2 separate regions of the Zea mays genome follow, and region 2 is linked to region 1. A link is a contact called in public Hi-C data. All regions are on one chromosome and are shown on one strand. Each heading gives the region's core, a stretch centred on a gene start, on an enhancer-like site or on the middle of the called end of the contact. The rest is flanking DNA. Distances are from core to core; before and after follow the strand shown.

Region 1 (2,584 bases), core at 40-2,539:
CGCGGCTTCCTTTCCAGTGCTGGCCTAGCTACTAGTGCTAGCTTGCTACAAGCTTCGCTTTCAATTCCCGGCTTATGAGGGTCGGTCGACTCACTCCAATGCCTTCTTTTTTTTCTTCTTCTTTCAACTTTCGTTCTCGATCATCGAGAGAGGTCGATCAGTCCGTACGTGTCCTCTTGTAATTAAATCCAACTCGGCACTGTCGCCATTATTTGTCTCCCATCAGTACTGCAAACGACCCACTCACTACACTACAGTGTTTGCTCTTACTGTTTCACTTGGTCTTACTTCAGCGCTCGGCTGCTGACTGAAAACACGCACGGCAATGTTTGCAGAGTGAAGTTTGATTAGGGAGAAGTAACGGGGCGCGCGGTCGACATCCGTCCGACCAAGCGGCGCCTGTAAGATTCTGTCGCGAACGGGCGTCGCACAAAAGAGAGTGCGATTCGCGTGGGCCGTCGGACACCGGCTTGCTTTTGCTAATCTGGTATGGATGGGACGTGCCCGCGATTCAGACAGGCTTGCTTTCCAGATACGGCGGGCCAACCAATAATGGAAGGAATGAGGAGTCGTGCTCACTCAACAGCTGCGTCATGGAATACTTCCTGAATGGGTGTGTGGGTGCCTTGTGGAGTTCTGAGGCGAAATAGTTCCTCAATGAGTGTGAATCGTGCCTCTCCGGTCCCTCGAGGACTTCGTGATGGAAGCCCACTAATCAAAATGAGCAGTCCAGATAGGCCCACGGAGGAAATGCGACTAGCAGTTCTCGCACCACTTTGGACTGGAGGCCCACCGTGACCTGGTAACGTTCCAAACATAATTCTGTAAATAGTCTAGTACAGGGCCTGTATTTATTGAGAAAACTTAACATTCTTTCACAACCGGTTAAATAATAGGGCTCACTAATTCAAGGATATTAGCGAAGGATATACACAGGATTATAGGGCTCACGAATCTTGGTACCCAATATTTTACAAACAAATTCCATATCATTGTAGCAACATAGCCTGGTAACTCTGATACAAAAAAAACATAGTCTGGTAACTGTCAACGCACATGTTTATCCGATGGCAAACACGTATAAAGTGAGCGTTTCTTTATACACGATATTTCTAGTAAGTGTACCATCTAGATTGGCCACCAATCCTTATAAAAAAATACACGACACGAACAAACATTTTTGTTGTTGTTGTTGCAGGGAGGAAGCAAATCTTGGTATCTGACCCGTGTTTAATACAAAATAATGGAATAGAAAAAAACAAGCCCACCCCACACAGCTCAGCACGGACTTGCTGAATCACAAGGACAAAGAAAAAGGCTTTCTGCACCGACCAAGGCCCAACAGTCCAGCTCAGCGGCGGGAACCGACCGACTCCATCCGCCGCCAACTCAAGCAACCGCGTCGCTTCGTCGATTTTGCTTAACCCCCTCCTCGAGGGAGGAGTACACTCGCTGCCCTTGCCGATTCTCTTTTTCCTCTCCCCGTCAGAAAACACACACAGGCTCACTCACTCACGGTCACGGGACCCTTGCCGTCGGCGGCGGGCGACCTCGCGATGCTGCAGATGCTGGGCTTCCGCGGGGGAAGCCCCAGCACCGGCGACGCGTCCCCCGCCATCAGCGGGGACGGCGGCGCGGCCGCGCGGCCGCTCCGCCTGGTGTACTGCGACGACAAGGGCAAGTTCGTGATGGACCCCGAGGCGGTGGCCGCGCTGCAGCTCGTCAAGGGCCCCGTCGGGGTCGTCTCCGTCTGCGGCCGCGCGCGCCAGGGCAAGAGCTTCATCCTCAACCAGGTACGACGCGCGACGGGGCAAGCTTAGGTTTTTTTTTTGGGGTCTGCGCATCTGTGGCGCGGTGCGCGGCTAGGGTTTCGGCGTTGTTTTTCTGAGATGGATGGCCCGCTGGTTTGTTCGTCGCTTCGAGCGGACCTTTGGAAATTGAAGCGATAATTTTCGCAACATGATTTGTAGGGTTTATTATTTAACCTTTTGGGCTCTAGGGTTTATTTACTGGTGGAGTTGTAGCTTTTACCCGCAATTTGGAAATATGTTGCGAGTTGACACTATGTTCGTCAGAAGCATTATTATGACACTAGAACTCAACATGGGTCTGAGTCCGACTTTCAGAATTAAAATCCATGGATTATTATGCAGTGTGGGACTGCGGGTGGTTTAATTCTTCATCAAATGGTTAAGGGTGAAAAGTTGTGTTCATATATTAGGTGTGTAGTTTTTGTTAGCAAAACCAGTGTTTCAAATGAAGTTTATGACTTGAACTACAATTTGGCCACCTTATAGGATTGTGATATATTATTAGAATGTTGTATTACATTTTATTAGGAAGTGAATGCTTTGCCTTTATCATAGGGAGTATTGAGTTTTTGGTTGTAGGTGTCTTCTCACCTTTTAAGGATTAGTGTGGTTATCATCGTGCAACTAGTCCGGGGAACCTTGTTTATGTTCTGGAATCATATGAATGTTACGCTTGCATGCGTGGTTGGTGCTTTAAGCATAGGATTCTGCAAAATCATACGAAGAATTGATTGAGATTGTGAGACAGTAATAGTTGGCAAAAGCTTCACAAG
Region 2 (2,584 bases), core at 25-2,524, 180 kb before region 1:
ATCAATGAAACCCCTCAACAACTAAGAAAATTGTTAGGTAGCCGAACACCATGCAACAGACGTTACTGAATCAGCTCATTTTAAATTTGCCACCAGAAAATGTTACAAAATCAGGTCATCAAGGTTGTTAGGAAGCCATAGCTGCAACAGGATTTTTACATGAATTGAAAGTTTGGAGCTCTACACACAGCGGAACACATGCACTTCCCATGTTTACATTATGAGTGCTTGTCAGTTTTGACCCCGAATGATCATGTAATGGTAAAATTCAAAACTGACAAGCAAATGCAAACTGAAGAAGTGTGATATCACTTCAGCTGAAACAGAAACACTACTCCCTCAATTCTTTAATATGGTAAACAGCCCTCACTTCTCTAAAATGATAGTATTCAACACCACAGTTTCATGTAGAACACCACCCTACTCATTGCTCAAATAATCAGAGAGCAAACCTAGTCCATACACGAGTGACAAATCCAAAGGTGTACAGACCCCGAAATAAAATCTAAGATCTCTCTACATTGAAACAAGGGTAATCTCTACGTTTTTTAGCTCTTATTGAAGGACTACCGAACACATATATATTTCATCTATAGAACTTAACTAATCAATGATGAAGTGAAGTGAGACATTATGACTAATCCGCCAGGAAGGGCATGAACTTCACGGCATAACATCAGCAATGGCAACATATCAACGACACCTATCTATGGAATGCTGGCATTGCTAAATCATTCGACCGACACTAATTCATAAAGCGGAGCAACGTTCACGGTACGAGGGTGAAGGATTGGTTGTACCTCGTTGATGGCGAGCATCTGGCCATTGCTCTTCTTCACCTTCTTCAGCTTTCTCAGGAAGTACCTGCACGCAAGCAAGCAAGACGCCACCGTCAGAAATACGCAACGGAAAAAAACAATCAGAGAATCCTAGCATAAGCCCCAGGGTGTACGGCACTGACCAGAACTTCGACTTGGCGCGAACCTCGTTAGTGGCCCAGAGCTTCATGCGGTAGATCTTGGGGTGCTCATCGGTCGGGGTCGGCAGCGCGCGACCCACCACCTGGTACTGATGGAACTGCCGCACCAGAACATATAACAGAAAAGCGGTGGAGATCAGAAACACCGGGGAGAGAAAAGACGCGTCGGATCAAGACAAGAAGAGATGGAGGAGGCGGCGGCGGCGGTAGGCTTACCCTGTGGGCGACCATTTCGGCGAGCTCGCGTGGCCGGAGGGGCGGCGCAGGTCTCCTAAAACCGAACAGGGGAGATGGCGGCCGTCTTGGGAGGAGAGGGAGGCGGAGGAGTATTTAAGTGATCGGGCAAGAAACCCTAGCAGGCCGTGTGTCGTGGGCCTGAATGCTTGATTTAGTTTGTTCGAGTCTGGGCCAATAATATATCGGGCTGTATCTCTGACAACAATAAACTGGGCCGGGTAGAGGCAGGACTTCTCTCTGGTAAGATTTTTACTATTACGAAACATGGCACACGGTCGGCTTCGACGAAATAAAAGCCTAGGATAGTAGAGGGTTTCGATCATTTAGAAATCTACACTACGTGCAAACGTCGATATGGACTCGATCTTCGTATCAGGAACGTCCGACAGTGATTAATTTGCTTAGATGTCACGCTGTCAGCTACATGTTACCTTTGCTGCTTCCTGAGGTAGACGCCGAGCAGCTTGTAGTACGTCCAGCGTCGCTTCCCACCGGTGGCCTCAGCTGGTGTGGAAGCCGTCCTTCCGAACGCGTCGAACACGATGGGGTCCGTAGCCACGGCGGGCTCGGCGTCGCCATCGAGCCAATCAAACGCGAACGTGAGGTTCCGCACGAGGCGGCGCTCGAGGTAGACGAAGCAACACTCGGACGTAGTCGGCCTCACGCTGCTGCTCCAGGTCAGCGTCGTTCCGGGGCTGTAGATCAGGAGGTACGGCGCGTGGATCAGCGTCGACCCCATCCCTAGAGCACTGGTGGCCAACGTCGGCGACGTCATCAAGGTGCTCACCAACGGCAGGTACGCGCCGATGTACAGTAATTACTCCATTTTCTGGGTATAATTGACCCTTGATGTATAATACTCTCTCCGTTTCTTTTTATTTGTCGCTGGATAGTGTAACAGCGACAAATAAAAAGAAACGGAGGAAGTACTATATAATATCTGAGACGTCCAGTGCTGCATCTTCATTCGAAAACAGAAATTCCGCAATTTAAATAAAAGGTATCTTATTATATATGATGCAGTGCTGCTTACAAGAAGCAGATGGTACATTACTACATTTCAAACTTCATTGCAAAGTAGAATATATATGGACATAAGATCACATGGATGTTGCTCCACACTTTTTAGCACACACAGATATACAACGCAAATACACATTGATTGCCTTCTCTGGAGGCAATTCACCACACGTGCGTTCCTTTAGTTACCCCCAAGAGGATGGCAACGGCAGCAACAACGGCCTGCCACAGCAAATTAGAAGCAAAATCAGCAAACAAACAAACACGTTTAACAATTTAGCAGTCCTGTATAGTTCAATGGACATTTTCAGCAGATTACAATTCAAAATCAGTAATTAATACTAGTTA

What was found. A called contact is a pair of places that touch in the nucleus more often than the background predicts.
Region 2: a Hi-C map of tassel shows a contact between it and region 1, with 2.3 times the contacts expected there. The contact joins the promoter of LOC100281633 here to the promoter of LOC103631635 in region 1. A contact is called at or near these places in 2 of 25 Hi-C or Micro-C datasets (ear and tassel).

What each region holds. Positions count from the first base shown.
Region 1 is chr6:175,961,711-175,964,294 of Zm-B73-REFERENCE-NAM-5.0, reverse strand. LOC103631635 (guanylate-binding protein 1) reads left to right here and starts at 1,289. Exons shown (of 14, transcript XM_020539652.3): 1 at 1,289-1,793. The coding sequence starts at 1,557.
Region 2 is chr6:176,142,795-176,145,378 of Zm-B73-REFERENCE-NAM-5.0, reverse strand. LOC100281633 (60S ribosomal protein L18a) reads right to left here and starts at 1,274. Exons shown (of 4, transcript NM_001372482.1): 1 at 1,196-1,274; 2 at 962-1,077; 3 at 801-864. The coding sequence starts at 1,210. LOC100273370 (60S ribosomal protein L18a-like) reads right to left here. Exons shown (of 4, transcript NM_001147809.1): 4 at 2,199-2,458. The coding sequence ends at 2,399.